Linked DNA regions of Mus musculus: region 1 is linked to region 2. A link is a contact called in public promoter capture Hi-C data. All regions are on one chromosome and are shown on one strand. The core of a region is the stretch at or near the end of the contact, and the rest is flanking DNA. Distances in the headings are between cores, read along the strand shown. Region 1 holds the start of Snapin (SNAP-associated protein). Region 2 holds the start of Ntrk1 (neurotrophic tyrosine kinase, receptor, type 1).

Region 1 (6,341 bases), core at 1,698-4,197, 2.7 Mb before region 2:
TCACACAGCCACAACTTCAGCCCTGTCCTGCATTTTTATCTCCATGAATTTGACCATTCATATAAATGAAACCATATATTTGTTCTTTGGAGGCTGGGTTATTTTGTGTAGCAAAAACATCCTTCCATCCCATAATCAGCCTCTAAACACTGACACCATTGCATACGCCAGCAAGATTTTGCTGAAAGGACCCTTATATAGCTGTCTCTTGTGAGGCTATGCCAGTGCCTGGCAAACACATAAGTGGATGCTCACAGTCGGCTATTGGATGGAACACAGGGCCCCCAATGGAGGAGCTAGAGAAAGTACCCAAGGAGCTAAAGGGATCTGCAACCCTATAGGTGGAACAACATTATGAACTAACCAGTACCCTAGCCATCCCTGTCCTAGTCTATATCTGGGTTTCACTCTTAAATCCATTTATCTTTAAGGCATATACAATTTTGTGCATATTTGATGCCATTAAGAATATTCTTGGGTGAGAAAAAGCTAAAGAGATGGTTCAGTGATTTAAGAGTACTTACTGCTCTTGCAGAGGTCTCCAGATGGGTTCCCATATCAGGAAGCTCCTGTTAACTCCAGCTCTAGGGAATCCAACACTCCTGTCTTCAAAGCCCCAGGGGATTTTTTGTCTCTGAGCACTCTCACACGCAGGCACACACACACCTGCACCTAGTTTTCAAGTAGTGATTTTTACAGCAATCTGTCAGAGAGCTGAAGCAATGGCTTAGGACATGATGCTTTTTCAGAGACCTGGTTTGGTTCCATGTACCCTTGTCAGCAGCTTACAACTGCCTGTAACCAACTCCTCTGATCTCCCTAGGAACCTAATATGTACATACCTTTCCTCACACCTGCATATACACACCAAAAAACAAAACAAAGCAAAAAGGTAGAGCCAGCAAAATGGCTCTGAAAGTTAAGGGGCCTACTGCCAAACCTGAAGGTTCAATGCTGGGGACCCACATGATGGAAGGAGAGAATTGACCTCTCACAAATTGTTCTCTGACCTCTACCCATATGCCATGGCAAAGGTTTCCACACACACATGAACACACACAAAATAAAACTGAAAAACAAATCAAAAACAACTTTAGAAGCTAAAGCTGGTATAAGCCTGAACCTGAGGCAGGAGGATCACATACATAGTCAAGGCCTGTGTGTACTACAAAGCAAATTCAAGTCCAATCTGGCAATTTAGTGAAACCTTATCTCAAAAAGTGAGGTGGGGGTAGAGGGAAGGTACAGTAGGACTATAGCTCAGCAGAACATTTGTCTAGCAATCACAAGGCCCTGGTTTCAAGCCCCCCTCAAAAATTTCAGCAAAACAAAAAACCCTTAACTTTAAATCCTGTCATGGTGGCACAGACCTGTAACTCCAGCACTTGAAAGACTTAAAACAGAGCTTGTACACTATGCCCCTCCTTAGAATTGGGAACAAAACACCCATGGAAGGAGTTACAGAGACAAAGTTTGGAGCTGAGATGAAAGGTTGGACCATGTAGAGACTGCCATATCCAGGGATCCACCCCATAATCAGCATCCAAACGCTGACACCATTGCATACACTAGCAAGATTTTATCGAAAGGACCCAGATGTAGCTGTCTCTTGTGAGACTATGCCGGGGCCTAGCAAACACAGAAGTGGATGCTCACAGTCAGCTAATGGATAGATCACAGGGCTCCCAATGGAGGAGCTAGAGAAAGTAGCCAAGGAGCTAAAGGGATCTGCAACCCTATAGGTGGAACAACATTATGAACTAACCAGTACCCCGGAGCTCTTGACTCTAGCTGCATATGTATCAAAAGATGGCCTAGTCGGCCATCACTGGAAAGAGAGGCCCATTGGACAAACAAACTTTATATGCCCCAGTACAGGGGAACGCCAGGGCCAAAAAGGGGGAGTGGGTGGGTAGGGGAGTGGGGGTGGGTGGCTATGGGGGACTTTTGGTATAGCATTGGAAATGTAAATGAGCTAAATACCTAATAAAAAATGGAAAAAAAAAAACAGAGCTTGTGAGCTCAAGGCTAGCCTTGGTAACACGGCAGGACTTTCTCTAACAAAAATAGCAAATCTTTAGAAATAAAACTCGAGGGCAGTGGTGGGATACACCTTTAATCCCAGCACTGGAGTTCAAGGGCAGCCAGAGTGAGTTCCAGGACAGCCAGGGCCACACAAAGAAATCCTGTCTGCAAGAAAGAGGGAGAGGGAGATAGATGGGGAGAGGGCAAAAAAAAAAAAAAAAAAAAAAAAAGAGGGAGTGGGAGAGAGGAAGAGAGAGAAAAGAAAGAACCCTTAACATGAATATTACATGGCTTTCTCATCAATTCCCATGGAGAAGGCTATGGACAATAGCACTTAGATGGCTCAGCGGTTAGGAGTACTAACTGCTCCTGAGTTCAAAACACAGCAACCTTCAAATCCCAACAACCACATGGTGGCTCACAACCAGCTGTAATGAGATCTGATGCCCTCTTCTGGCGAGTCTGAAGACAGCTACAATGTACTTACATATGATAAATCTTTTTTAAAAAGGAAAGAAGGAAGAGGAAGAAGAGGAAGAAGAAGTAGAAGAGGAGGAGGAGGAGGAAAGAGAGAGAGAAAGGAAAGAAAGAAAGGAAGGAAGGAAGGAAGGAAGGAAGAAAGAAAAGAAAGAAAGAAAGAAAGAAAGAAAGAAAGAAAGAAAGAAAGAAAGAAAGAAAGAAAGAAAGAAAGAAAGAAAGAAAGAAAGAAAGAAAAGATCAGCCTGGTTTACATAGTTACAGGGCAATCTATCTCCAGAAGTCTAGATCCGCCCCCTACAGGCCCATGGAAGAAGAGGCTCTGGTCCCGGCCCGCTTGCCGGGGCTCACTGAGGACTCCATTTCCCAGCTATCCCACTGCCGTCTGGGCTGTATATCTAAGCGCCCTCTCGCGGTGCACAGCGGCGGTCTGGAGTTCCCGGCGACCCTCGCGGCAGGCTGAGGGCGTCAGGGCAGTTCGCGATGGCCGCGGCTGGTTCCGCTGCTGTGTCAGGGGCCGGGACCCCAGTGGCGGGGCCCACAGGCCGCGACCTCTTTGCCGAGGGGCTCCTGGAGTTCCTGCGACCCGCGGTGCAGCAGCTCGACTCTCACGTGCACGCGGTCAGGTGCAGGACCGGGTTGCTGGGGGCGGGGCCTAGGGAACTGGCTTTGTAGGGGCGGGGCCCCGAAGAAATACTAGATACATTCTTGAGACACTGATGTTGAGACTGGGTAAATAGGCGGAAGGGCCTGGGTGAGGCCTTGAAGTTGAGGTTGGCTTGTCTCAGTATTTGGGGAATAAGTAGAATTCGTTTCCCGCGTCCCAGTCACTGACCGTTGTAGACTTTTGTACCACTTTGCAGAGAAAGCCAAGTAGAGCTCCGGGAACAAATTGACAACCTAGCTACAGGTGAGTGAGCAGCCAGGATACCTAGAATCCCTGATCTCACTTTCGGGAACTTTGTTTCCCCAGGTTTTAGGCTAAGTTTCTGTCACTTGCTTCTCAATATCAGAACTACCCAAGGACTCCAATTTCTGGGGATATTTTAGGACAGAATGGAAGAAGGGAAGGTGTCTGTGGCCCACACAAGACTGCAAGAGTATTTTTCATCCCATTCCTCTCTTCCATTCCCTAAGAACAAAAAATGAGCCATTAGATGTTGGTTGCCCATTTCCTCTTCCCAGAACTGTGCCGGATCAATGAGGATCAGAAAGTGGCCCTGGATCTGGACCCCTATGTTAAGAAGCTGCTTAATGCCAGGCGACGAGTTGTCTTGGTCAACAATATTTTACAGAATGCACAGGTAAAATAATAAAATAGTAATAATAATAATAATCCCAGCAGTGCATGGTGGTACATGCTGTAGTTTCAGCATTTGGTAGGCTAAGGCAAGAAGGATGGCTTGAACTTTGAGCAGAGCCTGGACTATCAAATCAGCTAGGGCTACATAGCATGACCCTCTTTCAAAAAAATTTCTTCTTGTTTATCCTGCTTTATGTCTTCAACACTGTGAAGCAACTATGGGGGAAAAGAGTGGTGTTAACTAATCTGATAATAAAGGCCCATATTCCCCTCACCCCATTACTAGGCCTCAAACTAGACAAGTGCCAATTCTTAACTTCTAATTCTTAACTTCTAGTGGCTGTCATTTACAAGTCCATTTTAACGTAAAGGGCTGGCTTGAAAAGAGCCAAAGCCAGCTGGACATATAAGCAGGCAAATTTCTGAGTTTGAGGCCATCCTGGTCTACAGAGCAAGTTCCAGGGCTACACAGAGAAAAAACAGTCTGGGGACAGGGGCAGAGGGGACTCAGTTAAAACCTTTTACAGCAGTCATTAGATTCCCCATCTTCCTGTCTTACAGGAACGACTAAGGCGGTTAAACCACAGCGTGGCCAAGGAAACAGCTCGCAGGAGAGCTATGCTGGATTCAGGAGTTTACCCTCCTGGTTCTCCAAGCAAATAAGCACGGGCCCGTGACCTGAGTATACAAGTACAATTCTCCAACGGCTTTGTCTGGTAGACACGAGAAGATTCCAGGAAAGTCTCTGTAGACCTTTGATTTTTTTTGCACTATGTACTCATTCATGTAGCCGCCTCAAGAAACATGCGTACGGCAGGACTATTTCCTAAAGAACCTCCATCACAGCTTGTCCATCCAAGAAAGAGCCTCTACCTTTTGGGTTTTGTTAATCTTGAGACAAGATCTCAGTATGTAGTCCCGGCTGGCCTCAAACATGTCCTCTTGCCTTAGCCTCCTGAATGCTGGGATTATAATAGGCATGTGTCAGAGTGCCGGGCTCAAGCCTCTATATATTTCCCCCAAAGAATACTAAGTAAATTAGGCATCGTGTGGTAGAAAATTGAGAAAACACCAGATTTAGTGAGAAAGTATACTCCTATTTCTCCCCCTCTGCTTCACCACAGTTCCTCTCAGAAGGTAATAACCTTTCCAGGATCATCTTACACTCTATAATGTTTAGGTTAACTCCTATTAACAAGTTTCGCAACTGTTGCCTTCATTGCTACCCAAGGAGAGCATGCCAGATAGCGAGGATCCAAGGTCAAGGCAGAGCCTTGACAGCTAAGAGTCCTAAGCTTTTGCGATTTTTTTTTTTGTTTAGACTACATATTTTAAGGGCTAGAGGGATGGCTCAATGGTTAAGAACACTGGTGATTCTTCCAGATGGCGTCCAGTGCTTAGCGCCCACATGGTGACTCACAGCAGCCTCTAACTCCAGCTCCAGGGGAACCCAATGCCCTTGTCTGGCCTTTTGGCCCAGCACACACACACATATGATGCAGATATATATGCAGGCAAAACAACCATCCTCATAAAATAAAATTTAAAAGTTACATATTTAAGCGCCATCCTTTCCAGGCTTAGCCAGCCAGTGTTAACCATCCTGTTACTCCTATTACTGGGGCTGGGCAGTTTCCTTTACCTGTAACTCCACTTTGTTTACAACTGAGGACTTAGGTAAAGTCAAGGTAAATAATTTATCCTCTTGGCCACCCTGGCTTGACTATGTTAATATTAAGTATTGCTCAACATTATTAAATAAATGCTTGTACTGGTTATTTTAACAAAAAAATTTATTTTATTATGGTTTCAAAGGGTTCAGGACATGGTCACACTGATGCATATTTTGGGGCCTATTTTGAGACATGAGAATGTGAGGTGATCAAGCTTCCAAGAGAAGGGAATGCTGGACTCTGCCATTTATCCCTTTATTCTGTCCATGCACTGAGCTCATAAGATGCTTTCACCCCACATTTAGGGTTAATCCTTTGCAGAAATTTCAGGTTATTTTAGGCCAAGCTGAAGAAATTAGCCATCACAATGGTATCCTAGGAATCTATTACTTTCAATTTATATAATTTAAAACAGCAATCTCAATGTTTATAATAAAAGACTCAACTTGAATTCTACTGAGGTTATAGAAGCCAAATGTAGTTGCTACATATTGAAGAAAAATAAAACCAAAAGCCCTAGTAGGAAGTACTTTAATCATTTTTCTTAGAAAAAAAAAAAAAAATTCCCAGATACTCAATGACCGTTTACAGCATTTCAACACAAAGTACTTGGTTGGGAGTGGTTAGGTTTAAATATTGGGAATGTGTGGCATTCTGCTTCCTCACAGACGGACAGAGGGCATACGCAGTCACAAATGGGAGACTTCTAGCTGCTTGGCCACTATCGAAACAGTAGCGTTTTTTTCTTTTCAGTTTGTTTCCCTTCCTGCTGTCTCCCTATGCCACAGAAATGCCGCCATCTAAAGCCCCATGGTGGCTGGCTTAGCCTCTCTTCCCTTGGGGAGAAACAGTAAAGGGAAGGT
Region 2 (7,345 bases), core at 3,237-5,736:
TAGTAAAGCTGGTCCCCATCCACCATTCTAGTCTCAAACCTAGAAAGGCTCCTTAGGTCTTTGGCCTGCAATCCTGGGGCCCAGGGTCCTTGTTCTAGCTCTGACCCTGCATCACTTCCCCCTCAGGCTTAATTTCTCTTAATTCAGCAGCAAGTCACAGGAACGCCTGTGGGGCTGCCCAGCATGGCTGCTTACAGTTCCAACCCTCTCTTCAAGGTTCTGGCTGTTCTAAGTCAATTTTGCATCCCCCCCCCCCCCGTGCTATCCAGTTCAGGATTGGAACCTCTGGGCACTTGGGACACTATGGGACATGAACATCTGGATCCTGACTCTACTGTTTCCTTTGGGACTCAGTCCATTTGTCTTTTTGTTAAGGCTTTTTTCCCTATAGGGGCTGGATGCTTCCTCACTTCCTCCTAAGGAGAGCTTGCAGGGTCTTCCTGTACGATGCAAGTCTAAAAGCTTTGGTGTAATTTTCTGGTCTACTTCCTCTCTCCTCACCCCCCCCCCTCTCTCTCTCTCTCTCACACACACACACACACACACACACACACACATTGGTACCATACCCCGCATTCTTCCATACAGGCTAGCCCAGTCCCTCCTGCCTTAGCACTTGACAAGGCTGATTTGGATGGGATGGAGGACAGGAAGACCTGTCTTCCTATACATTCTCTCTGTGGTCCATGCTCGACTGTCGGCTGTTGCACACGTGCGTGTCCACATGCTTGCGCACACACTAGACTAGGCAGGTACATACACAGAAAAAGAAGAGAAGGAAAAACACTTCTGTTCCCTCCATGAAAGCCAATTAGGCTCTTTGAGGCAGGTGGGGGGGTTCCCTCAGGCGCCCACTTCCCATCATGCCTTAGCCTCTCCAGAGCTCCCCTAATGTGAGACATTGGAAAAACAAATCTAAGACCTTTGCAGATTAACCCCTGCCTGTCCTCAGGCCAAGCTCCAGGGAGAGCTTCGCTGGGAAACAACAGCTGGGCTCCTTGACCAAACACTAACTCCCAGGGCATGCTTGCTTTATTTTGACAACTGTGCTCCTGCCTAGCATCTGCTGTGCAGTGTCCTGGCACAGAAGGAACAGGGGTAGGGCGTTCAGGTAGATCACCATGCATTGCAAATCTTCTGGCCTCTTTCATGAGACACCTTACCCCAGTCCATCTGTATTATCCTTACAGGAAAGGGAGCCCTGGCTTGGTCCTGGAAGCCCCCACTTAGAAGAATGTTTTAAGACCCTTCCCGTTCCCAGAGTGTTGAGTTCCCAAACTCTGTATGGAGGACAAAGGCAGATTAAATGATGGCGTTATACACTTACTGTTTCCTCTTCTGTTGCTTCTTCTTTGTCCCACATAGCCCCTGGCAACCCATGAGGGGCTATTTGGTCTGCATTAGTCCCACTCCCACTCCCTAGGTGCCTTTGGTGAGAAGTGTGAATCTGAGGTATATCACTGAGTTACGGAGGAGAGGCAGTCCTCTCTCAGACAGCCCTCCTGCCCACAGTGGGACCCCAGGGTCCCCACCAACACAGATGAAAGCCTGGGGTGCCAGAGCTCAGGACTTGCCCTGGGTCTGCCTCTCCTGTCTCTGAGCCTACAATCCACACAGTAAGTCAAATTGCTTAATGGTGCCTGGTTTTCAGCTTCGATCCCAGCCTGCCTCTTATCAGTCAGTGGCCCTAGAAGCAACCTCCAATTCTCAGTCTCATTTTGGTTTAAACTCAGACTTTACTGGGATCGCGGTTTCACTAACAGCCGTGAGTTGAAGAACATCTGTTCGTTCCATTTCTAACTCCTTAACCTCTTAGGGGAGCTGAGAGAGAAAACTCTTCATATAACAGTTCTAGCTGGCAAAAAGTCCTTCTGAGAGCTGATCCTCGTCTTCCCGTCCCAATAAAGACTAACTAGGAATCAGTTGTGCTGCACACCTTCAACCCCAGCTCTTGAGAGGTGGAGGCAGGTGGATCTCTATGTTCAAGGCCGGCTTGGTCTACAGATAGAGTTTTAGGACAGCCAGGGTAACACAGAGAAACCCTGTCTGGAGACACCAAAACCAACCAACCAAAGACTAAGTTAAGTATAGGTGTTCTGGAGGGAGATGGGGGTTAGACGGACGTTGCTGGGGACTCACCCTCTAGTGTGTCCAGGCCAGATCCCAAGGACAGCAGGCTCATAAGCAAGTGTACTCCCCAGGGCCACAGAGCAGGCACTGCCATGACCTCAGCCCTGGTTGTCTTCCAGGTATCCTCCAGGGAGAAAGGAGGATGCAGACCCAGGTTCCAGTGTGAAGTGGCAGGGGTGGGGACGACGACGACACACAAAGGCAAAGGGATTAGAGATCTCAAATAGAGACCGCGGGAGATAGAAAAGAATTTCGGAACAGAGGAAACAAAGCCTGTGACAAGCAGCTAGAGACAGCCTCAGTGTGGTCCAGAGACAGATACTGGGACAGAGATGCAGATAGGAGTGGAGGAGCCTCAGAGAGGCATCCAGAGGGAGGATGATTCAGAACACAAAGATCCAGACAGTCCAGGCAGTCCTGAGGGGAGGCAGAGTGGAAGCCCCCGGTGAGCCCCGGGAGTGCCCCAAGGGGCGGCAGCGGGGTCCCGAGACACCCGCAGCACTCCACCCCGAGACACTCCGCGGACCTCCTGGACATGCAGACTTCCACTCTCGGTCGACCGGCCGCGGCTGGTGGGGCAGAAAGGCAGGGACCTCGCCCAGCTCCCGCCCTTTCCAGAAACGGATTGGTTTACGCCGCCGCCCGCCGACTTCTCTGTTCTCTCCGCCCCTCCCACCAAGTCAAGGGAAAATATTTAGCCTGTCAACTGAGGGAGGTGGGGGACAGATGTGTTGGGGAAATAAGGTTGGGGGCCAAGAACTGAGCTCTGGAACCCCTCTCTCTGTCTCAGTTTCCCTCTCTCCCCCATCCCCACCCCCCCAACCCGCTCGCTGCAGATCTGGAGGGAGCGGCTGGGCTCCCTGGCTTGATTTGCAGGGGAGTTCTGGAGTCCAACAGGTGTTTTGACATCTGCGGGGTAACTTCCCGCAGCCTGGACAGGTCGGACTCCACTGGTGAAACCTGAAGACCTCACCACTTCGACCTCACCACTTCGCCTCTCACAGCCCTTCCCAGCCTCCCGAGGCTACTTTGAACATACTTCCTTGGCGCGGGGTATGTCCCCGTCAAATCCCTTGGTTTTGGCTCAAATCCCTAGGAGACGAGTCGTTCTTCTCTCTGTGAGATTCCTCCTTCATTTGGTTACTTTTTTTTTTTTTGGTTTTTCGAGACAGGGTTCCTTTGTGTAGCCCTGGCTGTCCTGGAAGTAGACCAGGCTGGCCTCGAACTCAGAAATCTGCCTGCCTCTGCCTCCCATGTGCTGGGATTAAAGGCGTGTGCCACCACTGCCTGGCTCCATTTGGTTACTTTTAAGAACTCAGGATGCTTAGTGGGTCTCTATATATGTACTTATTCGGGGCCACTTGGAGGACAATTCATGATGGGATGATCTCTTAAACGCGACACTTATACGTGCAGTCAAGAAGGCCATTGCGCAAGACTTGCCATTTAGTGGCCTGGATGCTGGGCCTGAGACTTCCCAGGTTCACAAATACCGTGAGCCGATGGTTCCCAGCTCCCACGTCCGAAGAACTAAGAGATCTATTAATTTCTCCGCACAGAAATCGATGCTCTTGTCAGGACGGCGATCGATGCCAAGCTTGGTCTGCCTGGCCATGGCTCGGCTCTGGGGCCCCAGATGGATGGTTAGGATTGGGAACTGACCCTAAGACCAGAGGCACAGCTTAGAAAGGCTCAGAACTGCTCTTCTCCGCCCTCGAAGCCCCAGGCCGAGCGCAAACGCCGGGCGCGAGGGCTTCTAGCGCCACCCTGTGGTCTTTTGAGGACCGAGAGGTCTCCACTTTCCAATCTTCCTCCAATTGTGTTCTAAGGACTCTTCTCTCCCACTATTTTTCTCCCCAGGTTCTGCATCCAGCCATGCTGAGGCCCTCTCCCTTTCCTTACTAGGGTCTGGAGAGCGTTCACCTAACTTATTCCAAGTGACATGCACACCCTCTTAAGTAAAGTGCACCGTGAGGCTGGCTGGGATGACCTGGACTTCAACCCTTCCCTTGCTCAATTTCTCCACTTCCCCGCAAATCTGAAAATGCAGCTGTTTTACTGTGAGAAATAAGGTATCAGCTTCCTAGCTCCCCCAGCCTCAGAAGACACTTGTGAGGCAATCTATGGCAGCCCCCCGCCCCAGGTCTCCTGCAGCCGCGAGGGACATTAGGAAGGCGAGCTGGCATTAGGGCCTCAAAAGGGGAGGGGGCACTGGGGGCATTGGCAGGCGGGGCGGGGCGGGGCCGTGGGTGCCGCCCTCTCCTGGTGGCTAGTCTTTAACACCGCCCCGCGCACGTGTCGCGCGAGGCCGGGCGGCGGCAGCTAGGAGCGCACGGACGGCTGCGCGGCCCGAGCAAGGCGGGCGCCGCCGCGATGCTGCGAGGCCAGCGGCTCGGGCAGCTGGGCTGGCATCGCCCGGCCGCGGGGCTAGGCAGTCTGATGACTTCGTTGATGCTGGCCTGTGCCTCCGCCGCATCCTGTCGCGAGGTCTGCTGTCCCGTGGGCCCCTCGGGGCTGCGCTGCACCAGGGCAGGGTCCCTGGATACCCTCCGCGGCCTGCGGGGCGCCGGGAACCTGACGGAGCTGTGAGTGTGTGTCGTTCGGGGGAGGGGTGCGGGGTCAGGAGGGCACAGCCCTTCCCCGAGGGCGCGCACTCATTCACCTCTGGCTTGAGGGGTCAGGCTTGGCTGCTGTAGGAGACTGGCACGTGTAGCCTTTGGCTGTGCTGCGGCGGCTTCTCCCGCTGCCACCACCCTGGCAGAGCCGCGCAGTCACTGTCTGGATGTCGCTCAGGATTAAGGGTAGCTAACTGTGGTGCTGGTTTGGGGTAGAGCAAGACCGAAACTAGGTGGATTAGGCATTGGTCCAGCGATCTAGGATAAGAACCTTTTTGTGGGGTTCAATCAAGAGCCCAAGTTCCTAAGCCCATGGAGGAGTGGTTAGCTGTGCAGAATTTGGCAGTGTGGCACCTTTGCTATCTTCTTTTACTTAGGGGGAAGCCAGCCCCCAACCTCTTCCTTGTCATGCAGGGAATCCAGCTCTTCTCTGGATTTGTGATTGAGCTGGAGTTGGTGGGAGATGGTGAGGAACCAGCTTGGTGTCTGAGCTCTTTTTTCCTTTCCACTGACCACAAGTCTCCTTGATTTGGATGCGGGAAGCAGGGAACGAAACCCCTTTGCTTCTCTCTCTGCTCACCCATCTCTCCTTTCACCTTTGTCTCCCTTCTTGTATCAGGGAGTCAGGGCTGTTGCTGAGTGATTTTCCCATTTTCCAGGTCCAGAGCTGGGAGGAACCTTCAGCTCTGCAGTACTTAGACAATGTGCAATAATCGGTTACAAAATACTCAAGTACTTTGTAGCAGCTAGTGAGACCTTTGAGAGTATAATTGACCTGAAGGAACTCCGCATCACACAGTGATGGCTGGAAAATACTTGAGTATTCTGCACGCTGGTGGAGCTAGCAGCCTGCAGTGATTGGCACCGAGTTACTCGGGCATCTTGTGGTAATTAACGGAGGTACTCAATCTCTTTCTAATGGCCCTAGGGAGACCAAGAAGAGAGGAGATGGCCTTGTCTTGGTCTGGGTCTAGGCTCCTGCAGGATGGGATGGGGTTTGAAGTCTAGATGGTTACTCCCCGGCCTGTCCATTCAAACCAGAGTCCAGCCTCCTGATTGTTTCCATCAATGTTCTCGTTCTTCAGAGCCTTTCAAGACTCCAAGGGAGTCCAGCCCAGGGACAGGGGTAGTGGGCAAGCCTAGATTATTGAGGAAGAGGCTGGCAGGGTGGTGAGCTGAAATGTTCACCCCCCTGGGTGGGGCCTGATCCTCCCAACTCCTCCTGCACAATCCTCTCCCTCCTCCCTCACCCGCATAGCTAACAGGGAGCTAATGGACTCAAATAGACAGATTGATTATGAATCTGAACAAATGAGGCGGCATGAAGCACACACACTGCCTGACAGCTCACACATACCCGGCTACATAGATCTTCTTAGCAACTCCCTGGGTCTCTATAGCTTGAAACCCTTGGGGGCAGAACAGGGATCTGGACTCCCTCAACGTGGCTAGCAACAATTCCTTAGAACTCCAGGGGGAGGACAGACACATAGCCATCCTATGGGGAACAAGGCTGGGATCAGGGAAGCACAGGGTCCCTTGGACTGACTGGTTCCCTTACTCCTTTTTTTTTTTTTTTAAGCCAAGGGAAAGTTCCCAAACAAGTCTGTCTGTCTGTCTGTCTGTCTTTTGCCTCCCTGGTTCTCAGCCCTTATCTCTGTCTTGGGGTCTCCATCTCCTTATCTGTGAGTCCATCCACTCCAGGATCCTCTCTCCCTTCCTGGGTCCCTCACGATTAAGGAGGGGCTCGGGGAGCGCCCAATGGCTCTATGCTTCTTGCTTGGTTTGGCAAAGTGCTGGAGAGGAGAGAGTAGGGGTTGCTGTGGGGAAGAACCAAAGGTTTTGAGGGGGAAGAGTTCTGAGAACTGTTAGTGAGTCAAGAGCCCCTAGCACACGCAGGGATGGGGAAAAGAGGAGGCCATGGACATGCCCCCACAGAGGACATGTCATTACAGGGGAGTGTGTTCACAGGAACTCCAAGATGCCAGAACTACAAGATAGGACTGCGCCCACAGCCACTCCACCCCAAGGGCTGCTTGCTCTCTGTCTGTCTGTCTTTTGCCTCCCTGGTTCTCACCCCTTATCTCTGTCTCAGGGTCTCCATCTCCTTATCTGTGTCTCTTTCCTCCCCGCCCAGCCCACTGTCTTCTTACTGTCAGTCTCTTCTGGGGTTTTCACTCTTTGTTTATCTGCCCTTGCTCTGCCACCCACCTCCTCCAGCCTTCACTGTCTCACACTGTATCTCCGTCTCTCTTCACCTCCACACTCAGAGTCCATTCACTCCAGGATCCTCTCTCCCTTCCTGGGTCCCTCACGATTAAGGAGGGGCTCGGGGAGCGCCCAATGGCTCTATGCTTCTTGCTTGGTTTGGCAAAGTGCTGAAGAGGAGAGAGTAGGGGTTGCTGTGGGGAAGAACCAGAGATTTTGAGGGGGCAGAGAGAGCAGAGTGTATTGTGTGTATGTGTCTATGTGGTTGGTGTCAACGAACCCAGATGGTAGCCACAGAGCAAGTACGTTTAGGAGCACACAGTAGCATGACAATTGGGACGTCCTTAGCATTTGAGTGGAGCAAGTACCTCCAGGAGTCTTGTCCTTTGTGG

Evidence for each region. Promoter capture Hi-C pulls out the DNA fragments that hold promoters and counts their contacts.
Region 1: a promoter capture Hi-C map of liver shows a contact between it and region 2, with 2.3 times the contacts expected there. The contact joins the promoter of Snapin here to the promoter of Ntrk1 in region 2. A contact is called at or near these places in 2 of 39 promoter capture datasets (liver and pre-B cells).

Annotation. Positions count from the first base shown.
Region 1 is chr3:90,487,619-90,493,959 of GRCm38.p6, reverse strand. It overlaps Snapin (SNAP-associated protein), which reads left to right and starts at 2,947. Exons shown (of 4, transcript NM_133854.3): 1 at 2,947-3,128; 2 at 3,366-3,412; 3 at 3,688-3,806; 4 at 4,367-5,934. The coding sequence starts at 2,986. The coding sequence ends at 4,468. Ilf2 (interleukin enhancer binding factor 2) reads right to left here. Exons shown (of 14, transcript NM_026374.3): 14 at 5,581-6,341. The coding sequence ends at 6,341.
Region 2 is chr3:87,792,303-87,799,647 of GRCm38.p6, reverse strand. It overlaps Ntrk1 (neurotrophic tyrosine kinase, receptor, type 1), which reads left to right and starts at 4,486. Exons shown (of 17, transcript NM_001033124.1): 1 at 4,486-4,715. The coding sequence starts at 4,504. It overlaps Insrr (insulin receptor-related receptor), which reads right to left and starts at 2,697. Exons shown (of 22, transcript NM_011832.2): 1 at 2,140-2,697. The coding sequence starts at 2,224.